2 separate regions of the Ovis aries genome follow, and region 1 is linked to region 2. Evidence: chromatin contacts called from public Hi-C data. All regions are on one chromosome and are shown on one strand. The core of a region is the stretch at or near the end of the contact, and the rest is flanking DNA. Distances in the headings are between cores, read along the strand shown. Region 1 holds the start of SOCS1 (suppressor of cytokine signaling 1). Region 2 overlaps CLEC16A (C-type lectin domain containing 16A).

What was found. A called contact is a pair of places that touch in the nucleus more often than the background predicts.
Region 1: a contact with region 2 is called in a Hi-C map of hypothalamus, with 11 times the contacts expected there. The contact joins the promoter of SOCS1 here to the enhancer-like site in region 2. A contact is called at or near these places in 15 of 16 Hi-C or Micro-C datasets (blood, hypothalamus, liver and 7 more).

The regions. Positions count from the first base shown.
Region 1 is chr24:10,434,252-10,438,674 of ARS-UI_Ramb_v3.0, forward strand. It overlaps SOCS1 (suppressor of cytokine signaling 1), which reads right to left and starts at 2,892. Exons shown (of 2, transcript XM_042239945.2): 1 at 2,776-2,892; 2 at 1-1,102. The coding sequence starts at 2,851. The coding sequence ends at 399.
Region 2 is chr24:10,178,499-10,183,242 of ARS-UI_Ramb_v3.0, forward strand. It overlaps CLEC16A (C-type lectin domain containing 16A), which reads left to right. Exons shown (of 22, transcript XM_060405630.1): 6 at 326-449. Among named protein-coding and RNA genes, the nearest start is that of CLEC16A, 37 kb to the left of the region's middle. Within about 2 kb of position 2,218, at least 5 of the 54 cell types and tissues checked have an H3K27ac peak or open chromatin away from gene starts, as enhancers often do. A contact at or near this core is called in hypothalamus, where this site is marked.

The DNA.
Region 1 (4,423 bases), core at 1,642-4,141, 260 kb after region 2:
ACTGGTGGTAAAAAATATAAAATAGGATTCTGCATAGCAGAAAAATAAAGCCAGAGACCCTCCCCCAACCCCTGGTTTGTGCAAAGATACTGAGTATATGTAAACATGAAGAGGTAGGAGGTACGAGTTCAGGCCCTGGTCCCACATACAGTTTTAAGTTAAGCTGCTACGACAACCAGGGGGACCCAGAGGGAGCACCAGGAGAGGGCACCCCTCAAGAGGTGGGGAGGGATCTGCGGCCTGGTCTCCAGCCCAGGGCCGGAGGCGCCTCGCCCCCTACGCCCGCTCCCTCCAACGCAGGTGGGGAGGGCACCCACATGGTCCAGGGGAAATAATAATTAATAATAGAAAATAATAAGGGGCGGGGGGGCCCAGTTAATGCTGCGGTGCGCGGCCGGTCAGATCTGGAAGGGGAAGGAGCTCAGGTAGTCGAGGAGGACGGGGTTGAGGGGGATGCGCGCCAGGTTCTCGCGGCCCACGGTGGCCACGATGCGCTGGCGGCACAGCTCCTGCAGCGGCCGCACGCGGCGCTGGCGCAGCGGGGCCCCCAGCATGCGGCGCGGAGCCGCCACGTAGTGCTCCAGCAGCTCGAAGAGGCAGTCGAAGCTCTCGCGGCTACCGTCCAGGTGGAAGCGGCCGGCCTGGAAGTGCACGCGGATGCTCGTGGGGCCCGAGGCCATCTTCACGCTGAGGGCGAAGAAGCAGTTCCTCTGTCGGCTGTCGCGCACCAGGAAGGTGCCCACGGGCTCGGCGCGCAGCCGCTCGTGCGCTCCGTGCACGCTCAGGGGCCCCCAGTAGAAGCCGCAGGCGTCGAGGAGCGCGCTGGCGCGGGTGATGCGCCGGTACTCGGCGTGCGAGCGGAACGTGCGAAAGTGTGTATCGCCGGGGGCCGGGGCCGCGGCCGCCGGGCAGGGCCGCAGGCGCGCCGGGGCCGCGGACGAGGGCGAGGAGGTGGAAGAAGAAGAGGAGGAGGAAGAAGGCTCTGGCCGCCGTCTGGGCTCTGCTGCCGTAGAGATTGCATTGTCGGCTGCCACCTGGTTGTGTGCTACCATCCTACACGCGGGGCCGGCCGGAGGGGTGGGCCATAGCGTCCGGGGGTGCGCTGATGGGGGAGACAGGCAGTGAGCAGGGAGTCCGGGTGAGACTGGGCAGGTGAGGGCCCGCGAGGCAGCTCGGGAGGGGCGGGGCCCTGGGCTGAGCCGCTCCTAAAGGGCCGAGGGCTCAAGCCTGCGTCCGCGCGGCCCTTTGAGCCTCAGTGGACTCATCTAGAAAATGGGCTTGCTGGCGGGTGGGAGCTCGGCGGCGCGCTGTGCCGCCTCCGAGTCCGAGTCGAGAAGGGGGCGTGGAGAGAAGCGCCGAGCAGAAGCCTGTCCCGGACTCGGGCCACCGGGTCCTCGGCTCACCGCCCCGCGGCTGCCGCCTGCCGGCCAGGGCGGGAACGGGCGCCTCGTCCGGGCGATTCGGGCAAAAAAGCAGGAGAAAGCGGCGCTGCGGGTACCCCAAGCGCGGGGTCCGCCAGGCTGGGGCCCGCAGGGGCCAGGGGCGTGGCGGCCGCGACCCCACCACGCAGCCCCCGAGGCCGCCCCGGCCCCGGGCGGTCCCGTGCGTTCCTCCCCTCTCCCTCTAGCTTCGTCGCCCAGCGTCCGTCTCACCTGGCGGCGGGGCGCGGGGCGCCGCGGGCGGGGCGGCGGGGGTCTCCGGGGCGGCTCTCGCGCATGCTCCGGGGCCGGGAGCCGTGCAGCTGCCACGGCCGCAGCTCTTTCTGCTGCGCGCCCGCCCCTGCACCAGTCTTTTAAACCGGCTCTGAGGCTTGGGGCTTGCGAGGCCCCGCCCCTGCCGGCTCCGCCCCCTCCAGGCCCGCCCTTCCGCGCCACTTTCGGTTTCTTTTTCTGCGCACCGCGGTGGCGGGCGCTACTCGACTTTTCCCACAAATCCGGGACCCCTCCTCGGGGAGGTCCCCCAGCCCTGACCTAGCCTCGCACCTGTCTAGGACCGGTCTGTCAAGGTCTCTAGCACTGCCCTTGAATCTCCGGGGCACTTCTCAGCACCCTCCCTTTCGGACCTGGCGGCTCTCCGGTGCCCCCACTGCCTTCGGTCGCAGATTTCTTCAGGCAAGCCCATTAGGATACTCCGGACTGGCCCTGACACACCAGTCACCTCCGCCAGGTGTCTCAGCACCCATCTCTGGTAGACCTCTGTCCTCTACTCTGGAGCCGGACACATCCACCCTATCCTGGGGTCTCACCTGGGACCCCTCGGGACTGCTGCCTCCATCGCCCTGCCCCCCCTCGTCCTGGAGCCTCTAGATGGCCGCATCCGCATCCCTCCCTGCCTGTCTCTGTCCCTGGTCTTGTCTTAGGGTTCCCAGGAAGCGGCGGGTTGACCACAGGCTTCGGAGGAACCCTTTGGCTGCGCGGGAGGGGTACCTCGACTGCGAGCCCAGTTCCTTGGAAACCGGGTGGGGCCTGGCAAGGTCCCCGGCGGCCTTGGCCTGCCTTTTCTCCTGCCAGATAGCTGGAGAAACTGAGGCCCGGTGACTGGCAGAGGGGGAGCTCCAAACGAGGCACACCCTGCTCGCTTTTATTTGGGGGAGAGAAGGGAGCAACTGGGCACCTCTAAATGCACTTTGGAGCCCAGGGGAAAGAGAGTTCATTTTCAGATGTGATCATTGCAGAAGCCTACTCTGAGCTTTCCTGGCCAGCCCCTCCTCTTCCTCCCTCCTCTCTTACAGATCCCACCCCCCTGCCCCCAGCTGCTCCCTCCCCACACTCATACCTCGGGTCTTGGAATGATGGGGTACCCGTAACGGTTTGTTCGTTTGTGTATGATGCTGTCTGTCATAGAAGGGCATGGAGTAGGTGCCTAGCTAGTACATGTATTTCTGAACGAAAGAAAGAACAAATGAGCTTGGGGGCCGGCTGGTGGGTGGTGAATCTCACAGCCTGGAGGGGTCAGGCGGAGTAGCTAGGTTTGGCAGGGTCCTGCCCAATGCTGGCACACACTGCCCTCTACAGGCAACTCTCAGGCCGCAGCGCAGCTTTGCCGCTTGGCTCCTAGCCCTGGCGCCAGGTCCTCCTGCCAGCCTCCCTGGCGCTTTCCTCCCCTGACCCCGGGCAGAGCCCAGGATCCCCGTGTTTCCTGGTGAACACAAGAGCATGGCCCAGAACCCACCTTGTGTAGGATCCCACTGTCTCCCGGAATCCGTGTGTGTGTGTCTGTGTGTGTGTGTGGCAGCAGCTGATGTTGGTTGTTGATGTGGTCGTCCTGGGTGTGTGTGTGTGTGTGTGTGTGTGTGTGTGTGTGTGTGTGGCAGCAGCTGATGTTGGTCGTTGATGTGGTCGTCCTAGGGATGTGTGTGTGTGTGTGTGTGTGGCAGCAGCTGATGTTGGTCGTTGATGTGGTTGTCCTAGGGGTGTGTGTGTGTGTGTGTGTGTGTGTGTGTGTGTGGCAGCAGCTGATGTTGGTCGTTGATGTGGTCGTCCTGGGGTGTGTGTGTGTGTGTGTGTGTCTGTGTGTGTGTGTGACAGCAGCTGATGTTGGTCGTTGATGTGGTCGTCCTGGGGTGTGTGTGTGTGTGTGTGTTGGCAGCAGCTGATGTTGGTCGTTGATGTGGTCGTCCTGGGGGGGGGGTGTGTGCGTGCGTGTGTGTGTGTGTGTGTGTGTGTGTGTGTGTTGGCAGCGGCTGATGTTGGGCGTTGATGTGGTCGTCCTGGGGTGTGTGTGTGTGTCTGTGTGTGTGTGTGACAGTAGCTGATGTTGGTCGTTGATGTGGTCGTCCTGGGGTGTGTGTGTGTGTGTGTGTGTTGGCAGCAGCTGATGTTGGTCGTTGATGTGGTCGTCCTGGGGTGTGTGTGTGTGTGTGTGTGTGTGGCAGCAGCTGATGTTGGTCATTGATGTGGTCGTCCTGGGGGGGGGTGTGTGCGTGCGTGTGTGTGTGTGTGTGTGTGTGTTGGCAGCGGCTGATGTTGGGCGTTGATGTGGTCGTCCTGGGGGTGTGTGTGTGTGTGGCAGCAGCTGATGTTGGTCGTTGATGTGGTCGTCCCTGGGGGGGGGTGTCTGTGCGTGTGTGTGTGTGTGTGTGTTGGCAGCAGCTGATGTTGGTCGTTGATGTGGTCGTCCTGGGGGTGTGTGTGTGTGTGTGCAAGGGCATGAGAAGGTGCAGAGCCATGCCTGTGCCAGTGTTCGGGTGCTGTGGTCAGCCCGGAGCGCCTGCGGGGGGCTGCCCTGCAATGGGTAGCAGCACAAAGCAGTGGTTGGAAGCTGGACTCTGGCCGCAGTCTGCCTAGTTTCCAATTCTAATTTTGCAACTTTCTGTCCCTCTGACTTTGGACGTGTAATTAACTCCCTTGCCTGGTTTCCTCATCTCTGAAGGGGGTAATAACATCTCCCTCAGAGTGTGGGGATTAAAAGAGTGATTAGGGGT
Region 2 (4,744 bases), core at 968-3,467:
CCTTACATGCAAATACGAGAAACTTGCTTGAGAATGGTGTAGTTTTCATTGTAGTCTAGCTAAATGCACTGCTGATAAGTAGGTTTCCTCATGCACTATCAATGTTTAACCCTGATTCATTGATTTTATTAATTACAAAAATAATATAACTACCTTCATAGTTTTCTGAATGAGGCAACTGTTTTAAAGTATTTCCAGGCAAGACAGAAAAGAGTCAGATTGTAGTAAAGGGCTTTTTCATGCATTTTCTTTTTTTTAATCTCCCCCCAAGTTATTTTTGGTAGCTTGACTTTCTTTTTTTCTCTTCTTTTGTGAATCTTCTCAGTGGATAACCAGGCCATGCTACACTATATCAGAGACAAAACCGCCGTCCCTTACTTCTCCAATTTGGTCTGGTTCATTGGGAGCCACGTGATCGAGCTTGATAACTGTGTACAAACAGATGAAGAGTAAGTGACTACCCCAGGGTGCCTGTTAGGTGGACAGAATGCTTTGGGGAGAATTCTGTTCTCATTGAGAAAAAAGCCCAACACTGGAACAAAACTAACCACCACCCCCCGCCCCAGCCTGTGCGTAGGCAGAATATGGACTTCCATACTCTGAAAGGTTCCACCCAGCTTTCCACTATTCTTAGCAATAGAAAGTTGGAAACCGCTGAGATACCTCTGAGTACCGCTGAGAGAGGAACAGGGTAAATGAATCGAGTGCACCCGTAGGGTGCTGGGCAGCTGGTGAAAAAATGAAGATGACCTTCCACTGGTGATTGGATAAACACCGTGTGGTATCCATCTCAGGATGGATGAGACACAGCTTGCAGTGGAATAGTATTCAGCAATAAAAAGGACCGAAGTACCGACACTTACGCGACACCCTGGGTGAACCTTGAAAGCATTATGCTCAGTGAAATGTTGCAAGGGGCCACACATTATATGATTCTACTTATATGAAATGCCCAGAATAGGCAGATCCACAGAAGCAATAGATTAGTGGTTTCCTAGGGTTGGAGGAGGGGTGTGTGGGGTGAGGTGCGGAAATGGAAAATGACTGCCTGGGCTTTTTTGAGGTGAGGGGATAAAAATATCCTAAGGTTGATTGTGATAATGGTTGGAAAACTGTGCATATGTGTTAGTCACTCAGTCATGTCTAACTCTTTGAGACCCCATGGACTGTAGCTCACCAGTCTCCTCTGTCCATGGAATTCTCCAGGCAAGAATACTGGAGTGGGTTGCCATTTCCTGCTCCAGGGGGTCTTCCAGACCCAGGGATCAAGCCCAGGTCTCCTGCATTGCAGGCAGATTCTTTGCCATCTGAGCCATTAAATTGTGTACTTTGGGTAACGATTTTGGTATGTGAATTCTATATCAGTAAATCTGTTCAAGAAAAAATTAAGATGATAAATAGACGTCTCAGAACAAGATTTCTCAAACTCTGCACTGTGCCTCTCTTCAGCTAGATAATGCTTCATGGTGGGGCATCCCATGTGTCATAGGATGTTTAGCAGCACCCCTGGCCTCCACCCACTAGACGCCAGTAGTGCCCTTTTCCAATTGTGAAGACAAAAACTGTCTCCAGACAGAGGTCTCCTTTAAGGAAAAATTGTATCAGTTGAGAACCACTGCCCCAGAGTGACAGCTCTGCACGGGTCTGGTGAGAAGTACACCTAGATGGGGTCAGGACGATAAAGGGACTCAGGAAGGTCTCTTGGAGCTGCAGAGGGCTAGAGAGAGAGAAAATATTAGCTTCCACATTGGCAAAGAAGTAAGGTTCTGTGGATCACAGATCAGTTGGGAGAATGAGGACCCATATAGATATGGATAAGGCTTCACAGGAGGCTCAGTGGTAAATAATTCACCTGCCAATGCAGGAGATTCAAGAGACTCGGGTTCGATCCCTGGGTTGGGAAGATCCCTTGGCATAGGCAACGCACTATGGTATTCTTGCCTGGGAAATCCCATGGACAGAGAAGCGTGGTGGGTTATAGTCCTTGCCGGGGTCACAGAGAGTCAAACAGGACTGAGCGATTGAAAAAAAAAAGGAATATAGATATGAATAGTCATGGATATGAGACCTGATGAGACACAGCTCCAGAAAGAACCGAAAGTTATTCAAGGAAGAAAGTGAACTCCTGGTCCTCCACGTGACTCTGCAGTGACTGGTTATAATGTCAACACCAGTTGCTGATGACTGCTGGGTGGGGAGGGGCGGAGGGAACACAGAATTCTATTATCAAGGGAGGTCCTTGTGTACTGTCTAAAATGGCTCGATCACAAAATAGAGGTCCTTGCAGATCGCAAAATAGAGGGAGGAACTATCCACAGAAACCCCTAAAAGGTTTGAAACTGCTTCCTCTGGAGAGTAGGCAGGGCTGGGGGAGGCGGGGCCAGGAGCTGCTGTGTTTTATTGTCTCTTCATCAGTTCTATTGGATTTTTAAATCCATGTGTTCAGTCGCTCAGTCATGTCTGACTCTTTGTGACCCATGGTTTGCAGCACGCCAGGCTTCCCTGTCCTTCACTATCTCCCAGAGTCTGTTCAGATTCATGCCCATGAAGTCGGTGATGCCATCCAACCATCTCATCCTCTGTCGTCCCCTTCTCCTCCTACCCTCAGTCTTTCCCAGCATCAGGGTCTTTTCAAATGAGTCAGTTCTTCGCATCAGGTGGCCAGAGTATTGGAGTTTCAGCTTCAGCATCAGTCCTTACAATGAATATTTAGAACTGATTTCCTTTAGGATGGACTGATTGGATCTCCTTGCAGTCCGAGGGACACTCAAGAGTCTTCTCCAACACCACAGTTCAGAAGTACCAATTCTTCAGCACTCAAACTCTTTCTATAGTCCAACTCTCACATCCATACATGACCACTGGAAAAACCATAGCCTTGACTAGACGGACCTTTGTTGGCAAAGGTTTTCAGCTTTTCAATATGCTATCTAGGTTGGTCATAACTTTTCTTCCAAGGAGTAAGTGTCTTTTAATTTCATGGCTGCAGTCACCATCTGCAGTGATTTTGGAGCCCAAAAAAATAAAATCTGACAAGCTTTCCGCTGTTTCCCCATCTATTTGTCATGCCATGATCTTAGTTTTCTGAATGTTGAGCTTTAAGCCAACTTTTTCACTCCCCTCTTTCATTTTCATTAAGAGGCTCTTTAGTTCTTCTTCACTTTCTTCCATAAGGGTGGTGTCATCTGTCTGTTTGAGGTTATTGATATTTCTCTCAGCAATCTTGATTCCAGCTTGTGCTTCTTCCAGCCCAGTGTTTCTTATGATATACTCTCCATATAAGTTAAATAAGCAGGGTGACAATATACAGCCTTGACGTACTCCTTTTCCTATTTGGAACCAGTCTGTTGTTCCATGTCCAGTTCTAACTGTTGCTTCCTGGCCTGCATACAGATTTCTCAAGAGGCAGGTTAGGTGGTCTGGTATTCTCATCTGTTCAAGAATTTTCCACAGTTTATTGTGATCCACACAGTCAAAGGCTTTGGCATAGTCAATAAAGCAGAAGTAGATGTTTTTCTGGAACTCTCTTGCTTTCTCGATGATCCTATGGATGTTGGCAATATGATCCCTGGTTCCTCTGCCTTTTCTAAATCCAGCTTGAACATCTGGAAGTTCACAGTTCACATACTGCTGAAGCCTGGCTTGAAGAATTTTGAGCATTACTTTACTAGTGTGTGAGATGAGTGCAATTGTGAGGTGGTTTGAGCATTGTCTGGCATTGCCTTTCTTTGGGATTGAAATGAAAACTGACCTTTTCCAGTCCTATGGCCACTTCTGAGTTTACCAAATTTGCTGGCATATTGAGTGCAGCACTTTCACAGCATCATCTTTTAGGATTTGAAATAGCTCAACTTGAATTCCATCACCTCCATGTGGAAATAACATACTGTTTATCTGTTAGTGGTAGGACTGTAGGAGACTTTGATTTCTTTTTGCTCTTATTTTCTTCTTTAGTTGTGTGTCCCTTCCAGTGACCATCTATTACTTGAGTAATAATCATAGTAGAAACAAAAGGTCTTGGATCTAGAGTGCTTTTTGCAGCAGATAACCGCTCTGGGGGAGGGGAACAGGCCCCATTGGCTATTTCAGATCTTTGTCCCTGTTGAGCATGAGGCTGATCCACTCATAGGGCCTGGACAGCCCCAGTGCCTGTGTCTGCACTGGAAGCAGGCAGGGGCCTCCTGGGACCTGGGGTGTCACGTCCCCACGTGGCTCCTCTCACACGGTCAGGACTGGGGTTGTCTGAGGCTGCTGAGGCCTGCCTGTTTCCTCAGAACTCCTTAGGAGCATGCAACTAGTGAGGATTTATTGTTCCATTAATGCTGCTTATCTCAAGAACCAGGGATCTTGCCACTTGGACTAGTGGCTGCTCGTGTTTGAAGTGCCTGGCTAAAAGCTTCCCTGGGTCTTCCTGTGTTTACCCATTTTGTTGGGGACTATGGTGATGATGATGGAGTCCATTGTTCCAAGGCCCCCAGAAAGTGGGAGGCATCCCATTATTGTTGTTGTTGTTTAGTCACTCAGTCGTGTCCGACTCTTTGCAGCCCCATGGACTGCAGCACACTGGGCTCCCCTGTCCTTCACCATCTCCCAGAGCTTGCTCAAACTCATATCCATTGAGTTGGTGATGCCATCCAACCATCTCATCCCCTGTCGTCCCCTTTTCCTTCTGCCCTCAATCTTTCCCAGCATCAGAGTCTTTTCTAATGAGTTGGTTCTATGCAAAAGGTGGCCAAAGTATTGG